Regions from separate parts of the Mus musculus genome. Here all the other regions are linked to region 4. A link is a contact called in public HiChIP or PLAC-seq data. All regions are on one chromosome and are shown on one strand. Each heading gives the region's core, a stretch centred on a gene start, on an enhancer-like site or on the middle of the called end of the contact. The rest is flanking DNA. Distances are from core to core; before and after follow the strand shown.

Evidence for each region. HiChIP or PLAC-seq counts read pairs in DNA pulled down with a chosen protein or histone mark.
Region 1: a contact with region 4 is called in a FOXA1 HiChIP or PLAC-seq map of pancreatic cancer cells. The contact joins the promoter of Lmna here to the promoter of Gpatch4 in region 4. A contact is called at or near these places in 2 of 115 datasets of contacts at active chromatin or transcription factors (embryonic stem cells and pancreatic cancer cells).
Region 2: a contact with region 4 is called in a FOXA1 HiChIP or PLAC-seq map of pancreatic cancer cells. The contact joins the promoter of Sema4a here to the promoter of Gpatch4 in region 4. A contact is called at or near these places in 2 of 115 datasets of contacts at active chromatin or transcription factors (memory CD8 T cells and pancreatic cancer cells).
Region 3: a contact with region 4 is called in an HNF4G HiChIP or PLAC-seq map of pancreatic cancer cells. The contact joins the promoter of Arhgef11 here to the promoter of Gpatch4 in region 4. A contact is called at or near these places in 8 of 39 promoter capture datasets (the 3T3-L1 cell line, embryonic stem cells, hippocampal neurons and 4 more) and 1 of 115 datasets of contacts at active chromatin or transcription factors (pancreatic cancer cells).

The regions. Positions count from the first base shown.
Region 1 is chr3:88,500,846-88,507,597 of GRCm38.p6, reverse strand. Lmna (lamin A) reads left to right here and starts at 4,246. Exons shown (of 12, transcript NM_001002011.3): 1 at 4,246-4,850. The coding sequence starts at 4,495.
Region 2 is chr3:88,452,668-88,458,930 of GRCm38.p6, reverse strand. Sema4a (sema domain, immunoglobulin domain (Ig), transmembrane domain (TM) and short cytoplasmic domain, (semaphorin) 4A) reads left to right here and starts at 3,170. Exons shown (of 15, transcript NM_013658.3): 1 at 3,170-3,383; 2 at 4,085-4,252; 3 at 5,800-5,960. The coding sequence starts at 4,114.
Region 3 is chr3:87,614,228-87,620,881 of GRCm38.p6, reverse strand. It overlaps Arhgef11 (Rho guanine nucleotide exchange factor (GEF) 11), which reads right to left and starts at 3,323. Exons shown (of 40, transcript NM_001003912.2): 1 at 2,090-3,323. The coding sequence starts at 2,121.
Region 4 is chr3:88,039,933-88,046,175 of GRCm38.p6, reverse strand. It overlaps Gpatch4 (G patch domain containing 4), which reads right to left and starts at 3,070. Exons shown (of 8, transcript NM_001110809.2): 1 at 2,997-3,070.

The sequences.
Region 1 (6,752 bases), core at 2,997-5,496, 460 kb before region 4:
TTTCACTACATACCCTTAGCTGGCTGCAAACTCAAGATGACCACCCACCTCTGCCTCCTGAATGTCATACTCCTGCCCTGACACTTGCTTTCCGTCTTCTCCTCTGCAAGCCCTGCAGAGCTGAACAGCTCGAGCCCTCCCCTTAGGCTCAGCATCAGGTCTCACCTCCACCTCCCATTTCTCCCATCCTGTCCCCTCCATTCACACCTTTCCCAGGGCCAGGCCACAGCTTCTGCTGCTTCTCAGTTTGGATCTCTGCACAGAGTTGCCCTGGCACAGGTCTAGTCCCTGCACCTCCCACACGGGCACTGGCAGAGGTGGTAAAGCGTGTCCTGGGTGTAGACAAGGCTGAGTATCTGAGCTGACTTCCTGCTGCCTCCTTGGTGTCTGATTAGGGCAATGGCCGACTGACATGAAGAATAGGGAGCAGATTTCCAACCCATGCAGTTTGTGGTCCGCCTTGGGACACACAAGTGTAAAGATGATAGAGGGGCTAGCTAGATGACAAGTAAAGGTCACAGGTCAACAAGCTTGGTGACCTGAGCTCAGTTCCCAGAACACACATGTGGGCAGAAGAGAACCTACTCCACAAAGTCATGCTTTGACTTTCTGCGTGAAATGTGTGCCCATATATGCATAGTGCTCACACACACACACACACACACACACACACACACTTATAAAACAAATTATAGGAGCTGTGTGTGCTGGGACATGCCTTTAATCCCAGCACTCAGCAGGCAGGCAGATCTCAGAATTATAAAACAGGCACCAGGATGTAGCTCCATTGGCTGAGTACTTGCCTCCCATGCACAAACCACAAACCCTGGGTTCAATCTCCAACATTGTATAGGCCAGGCATGGTAGCATACACTTGGGAAGTAGAGGCAGGAGGATCAGAAGTTCAAGTCCATGTACATGTATATGTATATGCGTGTCTGTTTACCTGTCTGTGCACATGTATGTGTGCGTGTATCTGTCAATGCACATGTATGTATATGTGTGTGTCTGCAGACACGTCTTGCACATGTGTGTGGTGCTAAGGAATGAGTCCCAGGCCTTTCCCATGTTACACAGTGCTCTACTGCTGAGCTATACTTCCAGTCCAGTCCAGTCCAGCTCCTGCCTCTGCCTCTTAAGTGCTGGGATTAAAGGTATGTACCACCACACTTGGCTCCCCAGTTCATTTTGTATGTGTTTTATTCATTATTGTATCCCTAGTGCCTAGAAAAAAACATGGCACACAGTAGGTTCTCAATAAATATTTGTTCGAACAAGTACATTCTCCATCTCTGCTGGAGGCACATCTGTCTCAGCCCTGAGCTGGCCTTTAGCAGGGAACTTTCTGCACAGTGTGTGTTACCTACTGTCAGAACTTCCTCGTAGAGGTGGAGGAAACTGAGCCCGTAAGACATGAGGTAACCCACCCAAGACTGACAGGCCAGATGCATTTCTTCCTTAGAGGGCACAGAATAGAACTTGGTGTGTACACAGATACCCAAGGCTCAGTCCCTCATGTTCCTCCCTCATAGCACTCCCAGGAGGAGGAGTTAGAGGCGGCCAGGCACACAGAGCAGCGCCCTCTGGTCCTGACGGCAAGCACCAAACAACCCCTCTGACTCCATGTTGGATTTCAAGAAGCTCCGGCCCCCAGACTTCTGGGTTCCATGTGGAACTCATTATCCAGTTTTGTGTTCCAGGCTGCTCTTTAATATACATTCTTCTCGGTTTGGACCCTCCCCACCCTTCTCTGCCAGTGGGAAGAGGCTCTTGTGACACCAAGCAGGGGAGTGCGGCTCGGCTCTGGCTCTGTGGCTTGGTTTGCAGAACTCCACGCCCTGGGAGCCCAGTCCCCAGGTCTTTGTCTGCCACTTTGCTCATGTGACAGTTGACCAGGGAAGGCAGGTGTAGAGTTCATGTCACAACAAGGAGAGGCATGGTTGAGAGCTGCTCATCTTCTGTCATGCCTGGCCTCTCCTGCTCGCTCGCGAAGCTCCTGGCATTGGTTTGTGCTTTCACAGAGGAAGGCAGACACTGGTCTTTGGGACACAGAATTAGGGATTAGGGTGGAAGGACTCCCTCTGAAGATCAGATTTAGGACTAAAGCCATCTTGATTGTAGTGGTGACACAGATACTTTGCTAAGAGCTCAGTACAGTTTGGGATGAAAGCCCTCCTTCGTACCTTTTCCACAAAATGGGGGCGGGTAGGATAAGAAGGGTTAAATGTGGTTTTGCTACTGAAGCCAGGAAGAGAAGCCAGGCCAGGGAGGGATTGGGGGGTGGGTAGGAAGGGCTGAGACAGCGGGAACAGGGAACAGCATGAGCCCCACTGCTCACGTTCCACCACTGGCTCACCCACCCGCCTCTGCTTCTTGGTTAGGAAGTAGGGGAGGGAGAAGCAGAAGAAATGGTTTTTGCTGTTGTTTTGTCTGGGAAGTTGAATGGCAACCACACAGCCCGAGGGACTACAGGGAAAGGAAGCCATGTCCTAGGTTCCCTCCCCTAGATGCATCCTGGGTCCTCACCACACTGGAGTCACCCTCACAGAAATAAGAACTCTCCCAGAACCCAGCGCAGTGGCAGTGGCACGTGCCTTTGATTCCAGCACTCTGGGGGCAGAGGCAGGCAGATCTTTGAGTTCGAGGCTGGCCTGGTGTACAAAATGAGTTCTAGGACAGCCAGAAGTTCATAGAGAAACTCTGTCTTGAAAAAACAAAGCGCCAGGCGCACGCCTTTAATCCCAGCACTCGGGAGGCAGAGGCAGGTGGATTTCTGAGTTCAAGGCCAGCCTGGTCTACAATGTGAGTTCCAGGACAGCCAGAGCTATACAGAGAAACCCTGCCTCGAAAAACCAAAAAAAGAAAAAAACAAAAAAACAAAAAAACAAACCCCCCCCCCACCACCAACAACAACAACAAAAAAAAAAACAAAAAAAAACAAAAAAAGCAGCAGCAACAACAAAATCTCTTAAGAGTCCCAACTCAAGCCCACTGCCTGGACCTGCAGGAACTGCAAGCTAATCAGCAATGGACAGGGGAAAGCACATGGCAAAAGGGGAAGGAACATGGCAGAAGGGGATGCCAGGGCCAGTAAGGCTTAGGCTAGGGTTACAGGAGAGGATTAGACAGCTGATCGGGAGTCTTTGATGGAGGCTGGAGACCCCGGGACATGGAACCAGGGGACCAGGTTACTGTATTGGGAGATCATCTAGTCAGGGCCCACCCAGAACTGGCTAGACAGGCATGCAGTGGCTGAGGAGGGGGTAGCTTTGCTGTTCTTGCTCACACCGTTTAAGATGGAACCAGGATGGAGACCCTGCATTAACAACCCTCTGACCCCGTTCCTCTTTTCAGGCCCTTCTCGAAGCCACAAAAATCTGGAACCTGGTGTCCTGGCCATGTGCTGAATGCACGCACAGCACAGCTCTGGTATCTGTTTTAAATTATCCATTAAAATAAGTACAGTCCTGGAAAAAAATAAGTACAGTCTTGGATTTGGTTGGGTGGAGTGAGCTGAAGAAAGGGGCTGAAACGAGGGATTTCAGCAGCCCCTTTTTCCAGCTGTCTAGGTCCAAATGAAAGGGGAGGGGGGAGTGGGCGGGGCCAACTTCTGGCTTCTATTCTTGGCCTTCTCTTGGGGACTGAGGCTTATTTCTTAGATCTAAAACCCAATGTTTGGTTTTAAAGCCAAAAATATAAGGGAAGTGCATAGGTTTGGGTTTTGTTTTTTGTTTTTTCCCGAGGTCCTTGATCTTTGCCCCCAAATTTGAGGGCATAAAGTAATCCCTCAGTTACCTAAAAACACAGCCATTCCTTTGCCATTCCACTCTCCTGGATTGGCCGCTTCTGTGCGCGGGGGAGAGGTGACTCACTATTACTACTGAGGAAAGGGGAGCCAGTGGTGGAAGTGGGGTGAGTCACTGATGGGCAGCAGCTTCAGCCCTCCCCCCAACTTCCTTGGCTCTCTGGGGATGCCTGATCCTCTCCCTCACTTTGCACCTACTTCCCCTGGTCCCTCACCACTACCCTTTGCCCACCCACTCAAATTCTTTGGCTCTGCTCTTTACTCCAGAAGGCCAAAGGCAAGCTTAGAGTTGAGTAGGCAGGAACCAACATTGTGAAGCCCCAGGCCAGAAAGGGGTGTTCTGCAGAGTGAGGGTTGGCATGCTGGCTCCTCCTCACCATACCTGCCCCCGCCCCTTTGGGTACAGGATGGCTCCTTTAAGAGCAGTGGATCCACCCCCTGTAGAGGAGGGCCTATTAGAGCCTCTGCCTGGCTGTCAGTGACTCAGTGTTCGCGGGAACGCTGCCTCAGCCTCAACACCAGCCAACCCAGATCCCGAGGTGCGCCAGCGCCCAGCCCAGATCTCCACGCCTGCCAGGAGCGAGCTTCGCCGGCTCGCTGTCCCCCTGAGCAGCCTCTGTCCTTCTGTCCAAGTCCCGCGCCCTTCTCGGGACCCCTGCCCAGCGGGCAGCACTGTCACCCTGCCGGCCATGGAGACCCCGTCACAGCGGCGCGCCACCCGCAGTGGGGCGCAGGCCAGCTCTACCCCACTGTCGCCCACTCGGATCACCCGGCTGCAGGAGAAGGAGGACCTGCAGGAGCTCAATGACCGCCTGGCCGTGTACATCGATCGCGTGCGTTCCCTGGAGACCGAGAACGCGGGGCTGCGCCTTCGCATCACTGAGTCTGAAGAGGTGGTCAGCCGAGAGGTGTCCGGCATCAAGGCGGCCTACGAGGCCGAGCTGGGGGATGCCCGCAAGACCCTTGATTCTGTGGCCAAGGAGCGCGCCCGCCTCCAGCTAGAGCTGAGCAAAGTGCGTGAGGAGTTCAAGGAGCTGAAGGCTCGGTGAGTGAGGCCCGGCCGGCCGGCACCAGGGAGGCAGCAGTCGCCTGTAACTGGCCATCTAGTCCCCTCCCTCCCCGGAACTGCCTCCCGCGGGTGACTGGCAGTGCCAAGGGTAATAGACATGATAGGACATAGAAGGGAGGGGGTCTCTGTGAGAGGGTGGGGGATATAAAGAGTGGTGGGGGCATTGAGACCAAGTAGCGTTGGTGACAGGGCCTATGCTGTCAAGGTGGGATTTTTCAGTCATTTGGAGCTTGGGGGATGGGCTTGAGGAAGGTAGAACAGGCTCTACCAGGTCTTGGAACTCCCGAACGCCGCCCGGGACACATCAGAATGGGTGAAAGGGTTTTATTAGAACTTTCTTGGTAGGTTTGGCACTTTGCCAATCTTGCCCAACGTGGCTCTGAACACATGATGTCCACTAAGACATAGCGCCCACACTGACATTTGTCCAGTGGTACTGTAATGGAGTTACCAAGGCTGCATAGCCCCTTTCTCCCATGGCTGTGTAAGCACGGCCTTCTCCTGGTTCTTTCTAGGAGCTGAGAATGTCTGGAGCTTTTCCTAGACTCTCAGGCCCACCAGAAGCACACCAGGAGATCTGCTCCCCCGCAGCTCCCACAGCCCTTGGCCTCCCTGGTCGAGGAATGCAAGGGAGGGTGGGGAGGGAGACCGGGCACAGAAGCTAATGGCTCTGGAAATTCTGTTATGCCTGAGTCGGGGACACCCCAGTCTGGGCCCTCTCTGTTTGGTGACTTAAGGGTTTTGGAAGCTCTGTCCTTTCCTTGCTCAGCCAGCGAGCCACTTTCATTTTTCTAGTCAAGCCAGACTTTACTCTGGCCCATCCTCTGAACTGTTGATGTCTTGATCTTACTAAACCTCTGGAATACAATGACATTTTTGAAATCCAGCCGTTAGGGAGCCTCAGGCCACTCCCATTGCACCCATCCCTACCCCACCCTACCCCACCCTACTTGGCTCCACCTACTTTCTAAAAAGGCTTTCCAAAGCCTGGAAGTTTGGGCTCTTGCTCCCTGTACTTCCATTTCGCTCTGTGTCTGTGGTCTTTTCTTCTATGTTGTAGACCCAAGACAAAGAGCTTTGGACATTGGACGTGCGCACTGATACCTAAGGGGCTGGTAGCTTTGACTTCTCTTCCTCTTTTTCCTTTTTGCATTATCTTCTGACAAAACCCACTGTGTATCTGTGGTTGGTCATTCTATTCCTTACCAGATTCCAGCCCTAGGTGGTGAGTATGGCAAGCCCATTGCCTCAAGTGTGAGCAGAGGTCATGTGCACAGATGGGTCCAGCTTTTCTTTCTGCTAACAGGAATTAGCTGCCTTTTCATCCATCCACTAGGGATATGAACACCTTATCAAGAAATACATGAGGCAAGTTAGAGGAGTCCCAGTGAGTTAACTAGTTAGTGATCTAAACTAGTTAAGTCAGCCACCAAAGCTCTTGCAGATCCTGGTGTAGAACTTGTATAGTAGATGTGGGGACAGGGACAGTGGAATCTATAGCTTCTTGTTCATCTAGCCATGCCAGTCTCCTGCCCCCAGTGCAGCTGTCCAGCCTGGGACACCAGGTGGTGTGTACACACGTTGGGTAGGGGCTGGGTGATGTGTGGACTTTTTAAATTTAGCCACCTGCCTCTATTCTCCACTGATGGTAACTGAGGAGGCTGGGCTTCCGGGAAGGGGGTGGGTATACACACCTAGGTCCCTGCTGGTGGGGTGGAGCAGAGGCTAAGTGCCTGACCTTCTGTGTCCATCATAGAAGACCACGGCTGCTACCCCTTTCTATAGCTGTTGAGCTCAGACTGAGGTGGAGAAATGCCCTGGAAGTCTGGGGAGGATGAAAGGCATTGTCCAGTAGCCCCTCCCACCAGGGGCCGGGTA
Region 2 (6,263 bases), core at 1,921-4,420, 410 kb before region 4:
TGTCTGGCGCTGACTCTGCCCTGAGGAGGGGCAAGACAGAGAAGTCAGACCATTGTGTGTAATGCTCAACGCAGCTTCCAGCACTAGCCAGACTGAGAGAGGGAGCCCAAGAGGCACTGGGTAAGGGGTTAGGTTGATGGAGTGTGTGTGTGTGTGTGTGTGTGTGTGTGTGTGTGTGTGTGTGTATGGTGGTAAGAATTCTGGAGACCTGCAGGGACAGGAAAAGGTCCCTGGGCTGGGGGGTGCTAGGGACACAGACTGGGGGCATCTTAGTGGCCCCCCCTCCCCCACCCCACAGTAGGCATTCAAATCCATATAAGACGATTTGACTGGCTACAATCATAAAAAAGGGGCAGGGCCATGGGTTGAAAGGGGAGCTGGAAAAGGTTGTTTCTCAAGACCCTGCTCTCCTAAGGGTTGCCCCAAAGGTCCAGGAAGAGAAGGAGGCTGGGGACACTGGACATGCCAGGTCTCTGATGAAGCTAGGGGTGGCTTCTGTGCTGATATTCTTCCTCTGAAGAATCCGTGCAAGCTGGGGCAAGGGGTCGGATGAGGAGCTGACCCTCCACAATCCATCCCCCCCAAACCACCCCCACTCCCCACCTCTACTTTTGATGATTAAGTCCCACAGGAAGGGGCTACTCTCCTCTGTGGTTTGGGGGTTAGGGGAGGACTTGGGGGGACTGGAATCTGACAGAGGAGCTAAGTCTGATGCTGTGATTTCCTGGAGCTAACATGGTCCTGGGGTTTCCCCAGGCTGAGCTCCAGGGCTTACGGGAGAATTGGCTTGGGAGAGCAGGGGCAGGGAAGATGGCATTTTTTTTTTCTCTATAGCAGTGACTCCCAACCTTCCTAATACTGTGACCCTGTGATTCAATTCCTCACGTGGTGGTGACCCCAGCCATAAAATTATTTTCATTGCTACTTCATACCTGTGATTTTGCTACTGTTATGCTTAGCATTGTAAATGTGTGTGTTTTCTGATAGTCTTAGGTGACCCCTATGAGAGGGTCATTTGAACCTTTCTCCGCCCACCCACCCACACCCTATAAAGGGGGTCGCACCCCACAGGGTAAGAACCACTGTTTGCCTGCTGCCTGCTGCCCTTCCTGCCCTGGATGCTTCCAGCCACTGGCCCTGCCTTCCTCATTTGTGTAGTGAGGGAGGGTGTATGGCTTGACAGCCCTGAGTGTCCTGGAAGCAGAGCCTGCTACACCCTTTGTGGGGCCCAGTGTGAATGAAAACGTAGTCCTCTTTTTAAAAAATGATTAAGGCTTTCTCGAGGTAAGCAACAGCAGGAGGGAATACCCAGCATGGCCTCTTCTGAAGGCAGGACCCTGTGTGAGTGACAGGTGAGGCTCAGGGGTATGAGAGATGAGACGAGCTGGTGGGGCCATGTCCCTTTCTCCCCCTGCCTCTCTTCTCTTAGCTGGGCCTGAAAGGCACTGTGAGAGAGTGGGTGGCACCCCAGGGCTGGAAGCACCTAGGCTGAAGTTGACATCAGATGGCCTCTCTTCGGGGAGATTTCTGTTCCTTCTGAGTCAGGAGTCACCCTGAGTGATTGGTTCCTGGCTAGAGGAGAGAAAGCCCCTGCTCCTCCCACTCTGATGCCTGCCTACTCCCTCTGTTGAGCAGCTCTGAGCTGAGCTAATGCACTAGGGCAGGAGATGGGACTGAAGGAGCCAGCCATGTAGGGAGAGCTTCCGAATTAGACAGGTCTGAGGTAGATGGATGGACGTCAGGCTGTCCAGTCACCCCTGCTGCACTTCTGTTCTCTGTGCAGCAAGACTGTAGTGGAGCCTGCCTGCTGAAGTTGGGAAGCCTGAAGCCCCAAGTGTGAGCTTCTCACATTGTCCGAGGGCCTGGGAGAGCACTTGGTCTCCTGAGGACGCCCAGGGACAGGAAGAGAGTAAAGAAGGATGGCATTGGAGCTGCTCCTCTGGTCACAGCTCCTCCCTGTGACCCAGATAGGCCAATCTGTCTCCAAAGAGAGGCCCTGAGGTGGTGGCTTCCCAAGCCTGATCTAGAGGTCAAGGAGACTCAGAAGTTTGTGTCAGCACAGGGAGATTGGCAAAGTCCTCACAGTGAACGGAGAGCTTGGGGGGGGGCGGGTCTTAGCAAGCTTTGACAGATGAAGCCATCAGGAGGGTCTGTGTGAGCCCAGCTCCTGGGCCACACTGGAGAACGGAAGCAGAGGGGAAAGCATGAAGGGAAGGCCAAGCAGGCTCTACCGAGGAATGCTTTCCGTCTAGGAGCTGTAACTGGAAGGGTGGAGGACAGCCTACAGTGGGGACCATCCTGGCAGTGAGGATGGTGTTTACAGTGAAGATAGGGTATGTCCTGGAGGTAGACCAGCTTGGGTCACTGTGCTCTTTAACCTGAAGTCAGCTGACCCGGGAGAGTGGGCAGCAGCCCAACCACTCTTTATTGGCCTAGGAGCCCTTGGTTACTCATTAACCCTGCGTTATGAGGTCTTCCTGGAACCTTTGGGGAGGAGGAACCAGCCACCATGCCAGCTGGGTGCTTCAGCTCCAAAGCGTATCCCAAGAAGCACGCGTTCAAATGGGGAATTTCTCCAATTTCCCACTGAGACGTCAAATTACTAGGGCTTCCTCAGCAAAGTCATAGGGAAAAACCAAAAAACTAATACAAATGTAGGATTTTTATTTATTTTTTATTTTTTTGATACGGGGTTTCTCTGTATAGCCCTGGATGACCTGGAGCACACTCTGTAGATCAGGCTGGCCTCGAACTCAGAGATCTGCCTGCCTCTGCCTCCCGAGTACTGGGATTAAAGGTATGCCTCGCCACCATGCCAGCTTTAAACGTGTTATCTTTCAAGAATGTGGTCCTACTGGGTGTGGGAGGTCGGGAGGTCTCAGTATGTGGCAGTGGGGGAACCCCACAATGGGGTCAGAGAGAGAAGGAATAGGAGAGAGACGGTGTCATACCGAGCTCTCTTGAGCAAGAGGAGTCTGCAGCTTGGGCTGGTTAGACTGGAAGTGGTGTGCGGGAGAAACAAGGGCATCACTGAACTGGCCGGGAAGGAACTCTTAATTTCTGGATAGACTAAGGAGGGAGGGAGGTGTGTCTCCTGCAAGGCCTTCAAGCCTCACCCCCACTCCCACACTCCACCAGTCTCCCCGCCCTGATCCACCAACTTCCGCCCAAGCCAGCCAGGATCTGTCACAACTCGAGGTAGAAATTCTGGTTTCCCTGGCCTGAAACCCACACTGGCTCTGGCAGGATGGGTGCCTGGAGGGCCGCGCGCCCGTTCCAGCCAGGCTGAGCCTGCTTGCCTTGCCTGGACCCCCTTCTTTGCCTCGGATGGCACCCTGATTCAGGGTTTGAACACAGGACTTCTCAGTGTGGCTGGCTCAAGGGTATGTGAGATGAGGCGGGGGCGGGGGAGGGGTGTGAACCTGCATTCAGTGGCCATGGGGGAGGCTGATTGCGGAGCTCTGGGGAGGCAGACAGGGGGGCTGGAGAAGTTGAGAGTCTGCCAAGGACTCCTGCCCAGGCCACTCCCAGGAAATACAGAGGGCAGCCCCACCACAGTGGTAGATAAACTGGCACGCCCCTATCCCTAAGAAGAAGGCTAGATGGGCCCGATTAAGCAAGAGTCAGAGCCCCTGGGGGCTGAGGAGAGGGTAGGCTGTCTGCCTGGGTTGGGGTGAGTAGCGGGCATAAGGTGTCACAGCACAGGCCAGCCTGGGGAAATCTACCTTTTGCATACAGGAACTAGTTCCCTAGAAGACCTTTGCCCAGGGCCAGAGATGATCAGAGCTCTGGAGCACGGGGCCAGGAGATGCTGAGGGGGCAAAGTGGAAAGGAATTTTTCTGTGAGTCAGGTGAGAAATGGCAAGGTAGTTTTTTTAATGGTTAGGTGACCAGAGGCACAGCGTGGGCCACAGCAGCACCCTATGCAGAGGGCAGCAGGAGGCACCTTCAAGGCTGGGGATGGATGGAAGTGAGACTCTGAGGGCCCTTCCAGAGAGGAACTTCTGCCCCCTGGGGCTCTCCTATTGGCCCTCAGGAAGGGTGTGGTAAGCATGGCTAACCCAGAAAGTGCCTGTTTCCTCAGAACCATCTGGTGACCATCTCAGGCTGACCATGGCCCTACCATCCCTGGGCCAGGACTCATGGAGTCTCCTGCGTGTTTTTTTCTTCCAACTCTTCCTGCTGCCATCACTGCCACCTGCTTCTGGGACTGGTGGTCAGGGGCCCATGCCCAGAGTCAAATACCATGCTGGTAAGTGTCTAGTACCTGGGAGGTATGGATGGCACCATAGAGATGAAGGGGCTGAGGAAGGAGAAGGGTGTGCCAGAGGGGACGAAATGGCACGAAGAAACAGAGATGCCAGGGAGCCTGGGAGGGGCTGGGAGAAGAAGAGGCCACCTGAGGCACAAGTTGATCTGTAAGGGAAGGAAGGGTCACTGTGACCCTTTTCTGCCAACTCAGTGGTTTTTCTTTCCCTCAAATGTCAGTCACTAAGCAAGGAGCCTTAAACTCCTGACTGCTTTTTCAGTACCAGGAGCTGGAAAGCTAAAGCTCGCTCTAGATTGTCTGAGGAGCTGGAGGGCCCAAGCCAACTGCAGAGGTCACACCGGGCCAGATCCTGTCCAGGAGACTGGGCATCAGAAGGGATCCTAGCAGCTCACCCAGCCTCGGTGGTTTCTTGAGGAGGCTGTTCGGTTACTGACACCTTTAGTTCCAGGAAATGCCCCAGGGGAAGTGCCACATATACCACACACCCACCCACCCACACACACACACACACACACACACACACACAGAAGTAAGTTACTTCTGTTCACGGATGTAGTTTAGCATCCTTCTGAGGCAAAATGGTAAAGGAGATGTAGCAGTCGGTGGATAGAGCGGCATCTCTGGGTGGGATGGGAGTGCAGGCACAAACAAGCCTGCGTTTCAAGGGGAAGTACAATGAGCTCTCTTCAGAGTTCAGGAGAAGCCAATCTAGGCAGTATTGTTTCCATTTTGTCTTTGGATTCCTCTTGGTTTCCAGGCTTCCTGAGGCCAAAAGAGTAACAGCCAGATTGTCCTCTGACTAAAGCAAAAGTCCACATGTGCTCACTAGAGACTTATCTGAGGTGCTCTTTCCTCCTTGCTGATGTGCCAGTGTGTCAGGAACCCACACATTCACGTGTGTGTATGTGCACACATGCCACCACCAAGATATGTAGTGAACATGCACTACTAACCAACATATTCAGACTGTCCAGGTGGCTCCCAGGAATGCCCACACTGATGGGGCTCAGAAACCGAGAGGAAGCAGCCTTTTCTGCTGCAGTGGGCATTGCTGGTGGTGGGCAATTGCTATCGCAGAGTGAGGGGAGGAGACAGAGGAAACGGGGGTGGCAGGGATCTGTAACTACGACAAATCTTGAGGCGGACGACAGCTATCTCCGTTGCCTGTGGCTGAGAACCCCTTCCTGTGTCTACCTGTCAGCTCTCCCCCTCCCATCCTGCTTCACTGCATCCCCCCAGGCCTGAGACTGCATCTTCTAGCCTCACTTCATTTTCTGTCTGTGTCTTGAGCAGGCTCTCCCCCCAACACCACCAACAGTACCCAAGCTACCATTACCCTGTCTTTGGAACTTTTCACTTCTGGGGACTCAATCCACAAAGTTCCGATGCCCTGCTGTTGAAGGATGAAGGAAATGGAGGGGGGTGCCGCCAGTGAAGGGGGGCAGCTGCTGAGGCCTGCCACCCCTCCCCCACCTTTGCCTCAGTGGTCAGCTCCTTCTCATCCTCTCCTTGTCATTGCCTCCCAACAGGAGACGGGCACAGGGCCCTCAGCTTCTTCCAACAAAAAGGCCTCCGAGACTTTGACACGCTGCTCCTGAGTGACGATGGCAACACTCTCTATGTGGGGGCTCGAGAGGCCGTCCTGGCCTTGAATATCCAGAACCCAGGAATCCCAAGGCTAAAGAACATGGTGAGGAGGCCAGGGGCCAGAGTCCAAGACAGCAGCTTCCCTGGACCAGTTCTGCTTCCATATGAACAGCCGCCACCTGCCACTCTGAGTCAGCAGTGACAGCAGGGACTGCTGTGGTCTTACAGTAACCCCAGCCACTCAAATGGCTGATATGGAAATCACTGGCATAGGAGATTTAAAACATTGACTCAAATCAGTGACTCAAATAGTTTGATGTGCACCTATGAGAGAGAGAGAGAGAGAGAGAGAGAGAGAGAGAGAGAGAATCCCTGATTCTTGTGCTATCCTCTCCCTAATGGCAGC
Region 3 (6,654 bases), core at 2,074-4,573, 430 kb after region 4:
TACATTCACAAGGTACAGAGCCTGCGACATCAAGTTCAACAGTGTACTTTGACTCTATTACTGCAAGATCAGGGAGGCCAGCAAGACAAAGCCAGAAGGGGACTTCAGTTTCAGGACTGACTGTGGCAGAGAGTCAGGCACGGTAAAAGCAAGCAAGGCCTTCCCATGGAATAACACACTGCTTTAACTCCAGAGATTATAGGTACAAAGTACAGGGGGACACTTGACAACTGCCAGAGAGAGCAAAATGGTGCCTTACCCATTCTAAATGGTGAGTCTATAAACCTCTGCAGACAGGATGGGCAACAGGAAGAACAGGGATTCAGAACTGGAACTTAAGATTTTACACTAGATCCTGACACTCCTCAGATAACGCTAAATGGCACTGAACAAACCGGGAATCCACTCAGTCGCCTCATCTGCAAAATGTGAGCAGTGACTTCCGGCTTGTCTACCTCACAGATACATCATAAGGTTCAAGGAAGCAGCGTGCTAAGGAGAGCACTTGGGAGCCTGAGGTCTGTATCTGTGAAGTCATGCAAGCTTCTAGAGGAACATCTCACATTAACCCAGAAGCCCTCACTGCCTCCTTCTCACACCCCTCAATTCCTGGTTCCCATCTGCTCACACCCCTGAACTAACAGAAATTATTCATCACCTCAAATCTTAATTTGAGTATACTAATCCCCCAGGTCTAAGAAGAGGGAGAGAAGGGCAGACATGCAAACCCTTCACCTTCTTACTCTGACAGCTTCAGTTATCCTTTCCCAGGGCCAAATTTCAGAAGACCACAATGGAAAAGGGAAGGGAGATGCCAGCTAGCCACATTGCCTCCGTGGTTGCCCGCTCTTCCCGACTGCAAGGCAGTTCCTTCCCCGCCCCCAACCCCCACTACTAAACAGATCTAACTGGGACCCTGAGACAACACAGAGGTGGTATTTGGGAGACATTATGTTTTAGGCCGCACTCCACAGTCAAAAGGAAATTACTATTAGCATGTATAGCCAAAGGTTAACTGACCCAGAGAGAGCAACTGCTGACTTACAGATAGATAGATAGATAGATAGATAGATAGATAGATAGATAGATAGATAGATAGATAGATAGATAGGTAGACTTCCAGATATTCCTTCCTACCTCACAAATACTAGTTTCCATTGGACTGTTAGTTTCCAACCACCTACCTATCTATCCAGTTAGGACGTATAGAATATCCACAAAACACACCTCCATAGAGGACTTTTAAGGAGGAAGGGTTGAAGAGGGAAAGGGGAAGGGATGGCCAGGCAGACACCTACCAAAGTTGTACTGCAAAGCCAGACCCAGCTCATGGGGGAAGGGGCATCATGTGCTTCCAGCTGATTTCAAGGGCCTAGGAGCCAAAACAACTCCTTCCGGCTTCAAGCAAAGGGAAGGCCTGTTTTGCAGAGTCAAGCTTATTGAGAACAGCTTGGAAGATTAAACCTGGAGCATCAATCAGCCTGTTGGTAGGTCTCAATTTAAACTCTCAACTGGAAGAAGAAATCCTAATGTGGCCTAAACATTTCCGAGCTCTATCAACCACTGGTGACACTGGTGACACTGTCCCAACATTTCAGGCAACAGCATCTTCCTCATTTTAAATGGGAACCACCCTACCTACCACTGTGCCCCACCATTCCATAACTATCAGCCTCATGGAGGCTCCCAGCCCTGTCAGCCGTCCCCCGACCCTCCCCAGATAGCTAAAGCTAGTCCCCACTCAGCCCTGTGGGTTCACATGAGCAGGTTTGGTCCAACCTGATCCCTAGGCTAGCAAGCTGGGGGACTCAGAGTGAGCCTTATACCTGGTGTAAGGTAAAAGCCACAGCAAGCATCACCCCCTCCTCTCAGCCTCACTGCTTACTGGTTAGAAAGGACACACAACTATGGGGTACATTTTGAACATGAACACACACCGAGGGTACAGAAACATATATACTGACACACTGACAGTCCTCATAGACCACAGCCTATCTATCCCACAGCCCAGCCAGGCAAACACAACACTTCCCCCCCAGTCATTTTAATAAGTGTTGGAAAAAAAAAATCCTCAATTATTTAAACATACCTGTCTATACTATGGGGCAACCGTATGCTCATGGTTTCTCCGTGTCTCCACAGTTCTGGAATCCTGTAGTTTCTTTGGGCGTCTTGATCAGGCCTGAGTCCCTTGCAATTTTGAAGGAAGGTGAGAGGAAGGCCTCCCAAGTTGAAGACTGAATCCTTGTTTCTTCCAGCTGTCAGGACCCTGGTAACTGCAGTGCTATTCTGCTTCTATCGGTTAACATGGTCTCCTCCTTCCTTCACCCTTAACCTTCCCCTCCCTCGTCTTAAAAAAGAAAATGAAAAGAAAAAAAGAGAGGAAAAACTATGACCTTCTTAGAAACCAAACTGTTAACCACAAATCTCTTCAAGGTTAGCCCTACGGGCTAAAAACTGAACCACAGAAAGAATCTGACTTCAAAATATCAGTCTTAGTTGCAGACAGATAAAAGCCATCCTTTCAATCCAGTTTCCCCAGCTGTCCTTCTGTTGACAGGGAAGCCTTAAGCTCCAAAGGTTGAAAAAAAAAATCTCTGGTTTCCAAATGCTTAAAATGCCAACAGCAGAATTATTCCAGGGAAGGAAAAACAAAAACAAAACAAAACAAAACAAAAAGGCTGAACAAATCCGAAATGGCACTTGGGAGAAAAATCTTCCAGACGATTTGCACAGTTAAAATAAATAAAACCACACAGCAGTATGTACACAACACGGTCCAGTGCAGCCCTGGGAAGCAAAATTTGCGGATTTCTTTTAAAAATCAAAACAAAACAACCATCTTCTTCTACAGTAAAGGTTTTTGAATTCTGAAATGAACCAATTGTGCAGACACACACACAACAATCACAAAACACCTGAAGCGCAATGCTTTCTACCTTCAAAACGGTAGCATTGGCCAAACCCCCAGGAAATCTTAAACCTTCTTTTCCCTTTCGACTTGCAGGTTCCTCCACCTAACCCAGCCTCAGATCGGCCTTTTTCTCAGACAATTTCCTCAGTCAGCTCTGTGTGCTCCAGCACGTCCAGGCTCCGAAAGTCTCTCTCGCCGCAGCGCTCTGGAGCGGTAGTCCCGCTTCCCCCTCGCCCGCCGATCGTGTCCGGCGACCCGCTCCTAGTATTGTTGCGGCTCGGTTAGGGCCAGGGCGCCCTCCACAGCGGCGCGGAGAGCCCGGGCCGCGGCCTCGGCCTCCGTGCCCACCCGCCCGCCAGCCACAGCCTCCCCGCTCGGCCGCTCCCGGCGTCCGCGTCGCGGCCGCTGCGCTTCCGGCCCCGCCCCCGCGCGCGCTCGCTCGCTAAGGCCAAGCCCGCTGCCGCCGGCCGGCTCCGCCCCACCCCCGCTCCGCCCCGCCCCGCCACCGCCCCGCCTCGCCCCGCCTCGCCACAGCCCCGCCACGGCGGACTCCGCTCGCCCGGGCCGGCCGCTGGCTCCTCCTTGGCGCCGCCCGCCCTTTCACAGCCCCGCGCGCCCCCGGTCCGCGCGCTGCGGCCTAGCTGCTCCCGGTGCTGCTGTCCCAGAGACTCGACCTTTGTTTCCGCAGTGTCCGCTGGCCGCGCCTCTGTCTGCGCTCTCGCTGCGGTCCCGTCCTCCTCTGCCCGTTTTCACTCATTTGTCGCGCTCCTTTCCAAGTTACCAGGAACCCTCTTAGCTGTGCCCTCGCCCCTCTGAGCACCCACCGTCTCTCCCCTCGCGGCTGTACTCGATTTAGCTTGGGTATCTTGTATGGCTCTGCCTTTTAATTTCAATGCAAAAGCCTTTGCAGGGCAATGTTATTTCGATGACACACACCCCCTTCGTGAAATCACGGTTTCTAAATCTCTTCAAGTAACTGTCGGAAGTCAGAAGTAAAGATTGAAGTAAAAAGGAGACTTTTCCAGTACAGGTTGATGAATACACTTTGTTATTTTGTGTGTGTGTGTGTGTAATATGTGACTTCCTGGTGAGACCAGACATCTGTTAACATTAGATAGTGCACCAACAGTTTTACTGAAGCCTGTTCTCAACAGCCAGTGGATTTATTGGGGTTACTTCTAGGAGTACAAACCCCTAAAGGCAGAGGCACCAGCAAAAACCCATCTCCGCATGGATGAGGACGGTGGACTACTGACCTCTACCACTAGAGCTATTGGAGTTGATATTGTTTCTATAACCGTGGGGAGCAGCACTGTGACTCTTGAAACAACTTCTTGAAATTTCTGAGTGCTTGCCATCTGAACCTTAACAATTGCTGCGCTCTTCCACAGGTGTGCTTGTGGAGCCCAGAGGACAAGTGTGGGTGGCATTCTTCCTCAAATGCCAAACAACCTCACCCCTTCTCTGGAGCCTGGTCTCTCTCCACAGCCCCAGCTTGCTGAGTAGGCCAAGAATGGCTGGTGAGTAAGTGCCACCCTCTTACCCTTCTCAGCATTGTGAGAGCAAGTTCACAGCCACCCAAACTCAGCCTCTTTATGTGTGTTCTAGGGGGTTGCTGGGTAGCAGTTTCCACTCAGAACCTTCTCTCTTGGAGAGAAATCCTATAAGACATAGGATATGAAAAGGGAAGCGAAACATATTTTTTAGGCAAAATGTTCGAAGGAGAGGTAAAACATGCTATCCCGTGGAGAAGCTCCTTCAGACAGGAAGTACAAACTCAAAACAGCTTCAGAAGGTTCCTGAAACTGACTAGATTCACTAGACCCCTCCCTCCCCAAGCATATGTAATCAATAAGAACGATTTAGAATCATCCTCAGACAATCCAACTTTAAGACCAGCTAAGCAGCCTGGAAGAGGCTCAGAACAACTGAGCTACCTACCTAGAGAGAACACTACAGTATGGTGAGCTGCTGTAGAGTGTGCAGTGTGCTCCAGGTTTCCAGCTTTGGTGGGATGCTCTTTGGGGATGCTACTGTCTTTAAGTCATTTCTGTTCCTATAAGAAAGACCCTACCCACGTTTCTGTAAGCAGCCCTAATAAGACTCATTGGTTCCCCAAATTGGACTGTGGTGGTCTCTATACTGTGTTCTGCTCTTAGTCCCTTTCTGGAGTGGGTAGATACTTGGTTACATCTTCTCAGGAAATGTCTGTCACACAGTAGGGTTGAACTTGTACTTGCCATGCATGTTTTTACTAAGCCTTATCTCCAGATGCTTGTATCTTTGTTTTGAGATAGTGTTTTCACTAAGTATCTCAGGCTGCCCACAATCTCTGAGCAGTCACATATGGGATTTATTAGACTGGTTTACTGGTTGTGGTCCAACAGTAGCTGTCTTACCAATGGAGGGCCAAAATAAGAATCCAGTAGCCATTCAGTCCACAAGGCGGGATGTCTCAGATGGTCTTCACTATATACCAGAATCCTGAAGAAGTAAGCTCTAATGCCAGTGGAGAAATGGATTTACCAGCAAGAGTAAGATCAAGCAGGCAGAGAGAGAAAGCTTCCTTCTTCCATGTCCTTTATATAGGCTGCTACTAGAAGATATGACCCAGATTAAAGGTGGATCTTTCAACTTCAAAAGATCCAGATTAAAAGTGGGTCTTCCTACTTCAAATGACTTTATTAAGAAAAAATATATATATATCTCAGGCCAGGCGTGGTAGGATGCTTCTTTAATCTTAGTGCTCAGGAGGCAGAGGCAGGTGGATCTCTGTGAAACAGGTACCAGGACAATCAGAGCTACACAGAGAAACCCTGTCTCAAAAACACAAAACAACAAAAACAAAGAAAGAAAAGGAGGAGGAAGAAGAAGAGGAGGAGGAAGAGAAGAAGAAGGAGAAAAAGGAGAAGGAGGAGGAGAAGAAAGAAGAAAGAAGAAAGAAGAAGGAGGAGGAGGAGGAGGAAAGGAAGGAAGGAAGGAAAGAAGGAAGGAAGGAAGGAAGGAAGAAAGAAAGAGAGAAAGAAAGAAAGAAAGAAAGAAAGAAAGAAAGAAAGAAAGAAAGAAAGAAAGAAAAAGGAAGAGGAGGAAGGTCCTTCATAGATGTACCAGGCCACCTGGGTTTTAGTTAATTCCAGGTGTAGTCAAGTCGACAACCAAGAATAGCCATCACAAGTTCACTCCTTGTCAACTTGACACACAATCTTATCTCCTTAAGTCAGGCTTAATTTCTAAATGAAAACAATAACTAGGTCATAATTACATCTAACATGATAAAAACTATCCTACATACAATTAATTACAAATGCATTATATATTTAAACCATAATTATACCTAACATGATATAACTATACTCCATACACAAACGCATTGCAAATTTTAGAATAGATGGCATTATCTCTTTTAGTATCTCAAACTTAAATATTATAAACACTGATACTCTCTTCATTGATGTTACATCATATGATAAAGAAATCGAGGAACAAAAACCACAAATGTATGTACAAACACATGCTTAGCCAGGCGTGGTGGTGCACGCCTTTAATCCCGGCACTTGGGAGGCAGAGGCAGGTGGATTTCTGAGTTCGAGGCCAGTCTAGTCTACAGAGTGAGTTCCAGGACAGCCAGGGTTATAAAGAGAAAGCTATTTGTTATATCAATATCTGCATACAACATACTAGACCATGGTCCAGGAGATGCGTTAATCTTCTCAATTAAGGACACTACATTGGAACAGCAT
Region 4 (6,243 bases), core at 1,821-4,320:
TGACCTCTGGCCTCGATATGCACGCACCCACCACACACATTTGTTCACATTGACATTTCAAGCAAGCAAACAAACACCCCAGGGGCTGGAGAGATGGCTTAGTGGTTAAGAGCACTGGCTGCTCTTCCAGAGGACCTGGGTTTGATTCCCAGCACCCATAGCACAACTCAGAACCTTCAGTTCCAGGGGATTAGGTACCCCCTTCTGGTCTCCTCAGGGAACCAGTCATACATGTGGCACACAGACATACAAGCAGGCAAAACACCTGTATACAAGAACTCTTTTTTGGTTTGTTTATTTATTGAATTAAGCCACTAAATCTGTAGTAATTTGTTTTGTAGCAATGAAGCTAATGCACAAGAGAGTGGCTGATAATAGGCTATTAGAAGAGAGGAAGTTATTGATATGATGTATAAAACAAGTTTTGGGGCCTGGAGAGATCACTCAATGGTTAAGAGCACTTACTGCTCTTGCAGAGAACACGGGTTTGGTTTTCAGCAAGAACAAGGCAGTTTACATCTCCCCACACCTCTTAGCATCCAGCATGCATTGGATGTACATAATACAAGTAGACAAAAACACTTGTATACATTAAATAATAAATGAATTTTAAAAAATTAAATAGCCAGTTATAGCACACCTTTAATCCCAGCACCAGGGAGGCAAAGGCAGGTGAATTTCGGTGAGTTTAAGACCAACCTGGTCTACAAAGTGAGTTCCAAGACAGCCAGAGCTGTTAAACAGAGAAACCCTGACTCAAAAAAAAAAAAATAATCAAAATAAAATAATAAAACAGTTCTGCCAGCCCTGTATAGTAGTGCACATCTTTAATCTCAATACTTAGGAAACAGACTAAGATCTCAGTGAGCTGGAGGCCAGCCACTTTTACATATGTCCCAGGTCAGTAAAGGGGGCTTTGTAAAAGCCTGTCTCAAATATAGATAGATAGATAGATAGATAGATAGATAGATAGATAGATAGATAGATAGATAATCAGTTCTATCAGTTTCAAAATGTGATCCAGGGCCCCCTTTGGGCTGGGACTTTTCCAGAGGCCTATGATGTCAACGTCTTTTCTCAGAAATCCTCCCACATTATTCCTCCCCCCCTTTTTTTATTTTTTGAGACAGGTTTCTTTGTGTAGCCTTGGCTGTCCTGGAACTAGCTCTGTATACAAGGCTGACCTCAAAGGCATGCACCACAAATGCCTGGCTCCCTCTATTTCTCATGACTGCATAGACTGTGTAGTTTCCCAGGTACCACACCAGTGATAACGATGCTTTGTTAAGGGACTATGCTCTTGTGTACTCTGGTGTCTAGGAATACTCTTCAATTCTGCATAGCTAAATGCCCCAAAGCTCACAAAACCTTATAAAATGGAGGCAGGGTGTTAGCAATCGTGACAGTCGAGTTTAGGAAGAATCACATGTCTATCCACCTTTCCATTAGGAAGGATGATTGCATGAAGCCCAAATGAAACGGAACTGTGAATACAGCAACACAAAAACGGGGTAAAGAAGTGGTCTTCTTGACCAAAGTGTGGACACTTAACCCCTTCCTAGAAATGGGAACAAAACACCCATGGAAGGAGCTACAGAGACAAAATTTGGAGCTGTGACAAAAAGATGAACCATCTAGTGATTGCCATATGCAGGGATCCATCCCATAATCAGCTTCCAAACGCTGACACCATTGCACACACTAGCAAAATTTTGCTGAAAGGACCCAGATATAGCTCTCTCTTGTGAGACTATGCCGGGGCCTAGCAAACACAGAAGTGGATGCTCACAGTCAGCTATTGGATGGATCACACGGCCCCCAATGCAGGAGCTAGAGATATTACCCAAGGAGCTAAAGGGATCTGCAACCCTATAGGTGGAACAACAATATGAACTAAGCAGTACTCCGGAGCTCTTGTCTCTAGCTGCATATGCATCAAAAGATGGCCTAGTCGGCCATCACTGGAAAGAGAGGCCCATTGGACTTGCCAACTTTAGATGTCCCAGTACAGGGGAACGCCAGGGCCAAAAAGGGGGAGTGGGTGGGTAGGGAATTGGGGGGGGTGGATATGGGGGACCTTTGGGATAGCATTGAAAATGTAAACGAGGAAAATACCTAATTAAAAAAAAATTAAAAAAAAAAAAGAAGTGGTCTTCTTGGATTTTTTTTGTTTTTGAGGGCTTACTAATTAGCCTGGCTAGCCTGGGTTACACTGGCCTGCCTCTCTCCCAGGTGCTACCTTGCTTCTTGAAATGGAAACAGAAGTAAAATTTAGATGCTGAGGTCACCATGCAAATACCACTTATTATAAATACCAAATTATTTCTGACTATTTTAACAGTAAGAATAATCATACCCCACACTTGTAGTGCATTGACTCACCACGAACCTGCTATTAACTGCTTCACATGGATTGTCTCATTGATGCCTGCCAACATCTTATAAGAAGGTATTACTTAGCCTTAATTTACAAAGAAGAAATCGAACACTGCTAATTCGAACACCAAACAACTGGCAAGTAGTGGATCCAGGATTGGTAGTGAAGCATTTCATGAGCAACTCACTGCTTTGTACCTTTACAGCTTCTTTCTTCTGCTGTAAGCCTTCCCCACATTCTATTTCTCATCACAGTAATTCAAAACCACACTTCCCGGAAGGCGGAGGCAAGCTTTATTTCCCAGCCCTTGAGAATCGTTCAGCGTTTCTGGACTGAAATGAGTGACACAGTAGGAATCGTTTTTTAACGCACTTGCAATGGGCCGGCGTGGGCAGACGCAGCCTGATCTGCGAAGGCTGCAAGTACACTGAGACGCGGTCTCCTTTCCAGCCAGTTTCCAGGGATGTCCAGAGCCACCCGTTTGCAGCAGCCTAGAGGACCAGCCGCCGCCTTTTCCTCCGGTTATAAATCCAAGCCCCGCAGCCACAGAGTCAGCAGGGTGGAACTACTCTCCGATCTTCGCCCTTGCTCCCGCCCCTGGGGAAAGCAAGCTCCTTACCGTCAGTGTACAGTCCTCTCCGTGGAAGCACGTGTGACACCCGACTTGGGTGCAGCCATCTTCCCGGAAGTGAACTTTGGCCCTTCTAGGATGCAGAAACCATAGAGACGTCCTGACAGTAGCCACTCCCCTGGATGTTTGCCACGGAAACTGAGTTCCAGGCTGGGTGCTAGTTTCCTTCCTGCAGTTGTTGGAAGCCAATGCGCCGCCCTAACCTCTGTTTCGGGTCCCCCACCCCCACCCCCACCCCCGACCCTATCCTGAGCTTTCCGGAGTTAGTGCCTCCCTTGAGGCAAGGACACTCAGGCTCTGCGTAGCGGGATCAGCACTGGTTGCACACTACCTTGTCCCTTTCGTACTGGGAACACAAGAACACTTAAGACTCGACCCTTAACTTGGAGGAGCATGTAGACTTGCTCCAAGAAGAGGAGACGAAAAGGGGTCCAGGGCACCGGAGCTGCAAGTACACCATTCCCACCAGCAGTTGTAGGCTTCTGCGGCCGGCCGGCCGCCCAAAAACAAGGGAAAAGAGCGTTTCATATTGCCTCCCCATATGGGAATAGCCATTTGCTTGTTATCTAGAACGCAATTACGGCAAAGGATATAATAAAGAAAATACACTGAGGGCAGAAGAGATAGCTAACCCATTAAGAGTGTTTCAGATTGAGTTCCCAGCACCCATATGGATTCCAGAGGATCCAACACCTTCTAACTTCTGAACTGCAGATGCATACATGCAGGCAACGCACACACACATATAAAATTACATCCTTAACAATTAATTAAAAAGAAAAGAAATTACAGTGGGGGATCTTCAAGAGCATCCAAGTCTAGTTACCAGTATCCATGTTGGGTGGTGACACATGCCTTTAATCCCAGCACTCGGGAGGCAGAGGCAGACGGATTTCTGAGTTCGAGGCCAGCCTGGTCTACAAAGTGAGTTCCAGGACAGCCACGGCTATACAGAGAAACCCTGTCTCGAAAAACAAAACAAAACAAAAACAACAACAAAAAAAGATGCACAGTATCCATGTTGGGTATTCACAGGTACCTGTAAACTCCAACTCCTGGGGACCCATGGCCTCTGCTGGTATCTATAAACATATACACAGGCCCACTCACAGAAACACATAATTAAAAATGAATCTTTAAAAAAGCAAAACAGAACAAAACAAAACAAAACCCATGATAGCAGAAACAGAGATGCAATGGGTGAATTCTGAAAATCATCCTACTACCCTGACCATGTCAAGAGAACGGGAGTCTTTTGTAACAAAAGAGTTATCTGGTCACATCTGTGTATCATTTGTGTGAGGCCCATATTAGGATAGTGTCTTAATTGTTGTGAAGGAACAACATGACCAAGGCAACTCTTCTAAGGAAAAAAAATTTAATTGGGGCTGGATTACAATTTCAGAGGTTCAGTTCATTATCATCGTGGTGGGAGGCATGGCAGCCTGCAGGCAGACATGGTGCTGGAGGAGCTGAGAGTTCTACATCTTAATCCAAAGGCAGGAGACAGGGACTGCCTTCTGCAGGCAGCCAGGAGGAGACTGGAATTCCACATTGAGCAGAGCTTAATCATGGGAGACACACACATCCTCTGCCAAGGCCACATCAATTCTAACAAGGCCACACCTCCTAATATTGCCATTCATTTTGGGCCAAACATTCAAACACATGATTCTATGGGGGCCAAACCTATTCAAATTCAAATCACCACAGGCAAATAGGAGCATCTCACTATCCTGCTAACCAATACATTTTTATAGCACCTCCTATAGTAGTTTGAGTACAAATGTCGCTAGGCTCTTATGTTTAAATTCTTGGTCCCCAGGTGGTGGAACTGTTGGGAAAGATTAGGAGGCATGGCCTTGATGGAGGAGCAGTGTCACTTTGAGGTTTCAAAATCCAATGTCATTCCCAATACTTTTCTCTCTGTCTTGTGCCTGTGGATCAGACATGAGCTCTCAGCTACTACTCCAGTGCTGTGTCTGCCTGTTTGCTTCTGTGCTCTTTCACGGTGGTCATGAACTCTAATCCAAAAAGGAATAGACAAGGCCAGCATGTCCTTAGATCCAGCTCTAGGTGTTTGCAGAGGGTATCACAGATGCTTGGTGTGTGTTATGGTGTGCATGTGTGCATGCCTGTGTTCATAGCACGTGGAAGGTGAAACCAGGAGAATCAGGAGTTTAAAGTCATACTTAGCTCTTCAGCAATTTCAAGGCCAGTCTGGTTACATGAAAACCGGTCTTAAGGGCAGAGCCAAGCCCATGCTCATGGATCACAGGTCATGTGGAGCCCAGTTGTTAAAGAATCGATCCTTCTGCCTTTATCCTTGCTGTTTTGCCTCTCTATTGGTTTCCTTGTTGCTTTATGAACAAAAGAGTTTTGCTACATAGTCCTGGCTAGCCTAGAACTTACTTTGTAAATCATGTTAGCCTTGAATTTGTAGCAATCTTTTGCCTCTACCTTTCCCCATCACCAAGCCCAGTCACACATTGTGGGTTTTACTGCTGAGATTTTACAGACAGGCTCTCAATTTCCTTCTTTTCTACTGGAATCAGGCATGATGGGACATACTTTATAATCCCACGTGACTTGGGAAGCTGGGGCAGGGGGATGGCTACAATCTCTAGGTTAGCCTGAGGTATGTAAAAAGACTATGTGGAAAGAAAGAAGGAGAGAGAGAGGAGAGAGAGGAAGAAGAAGAAGAAAGAGGAGGAGGAGGAGGAGGAGAAGAAGAAGAAGAAGAAGAAAGAGGAGGAGGAGGAGGAGGAGGAGGAGAAGAAGAAGAAGAAGAAGAAGAGGAAGAGGAAGAAGAAGAGGAAGAGGAAGAGGAAAAGAGAGAGAGAGAGAGAGAGAGAGAGAGAGAGAGAGAGAGAGAGAGAGAAAGAAAAAGAAAAAGAAAAAGAAAAAGAAAAAGAAAAAGAAAAAGAAAAAGAAAAAGAAAAAAAATTGCTGGACAAGGTGGTTTATGACTTTAATCCCAGAATTCAAGAGGCAAAGACAGGCAGATCTCTGTGAGTTCAAGGCCTCTCTGGTCTACAGATTAAGTACCAAGACAGTCAAACTTGTATAGTTAGATCCTATCTTTAAAAGAAAAAAAAAGTTAGGTGCATAGAAAGAAGGTTAGAGAGATGACTGGGTGGTTAAGAGCCCTTGTCTTTCTTGTAGAGGACCTTGGTTCTGAATTTCATTCCCAGCATGCATTTAGTAGCTCATCAACTATCTATTTCTAGAGGAC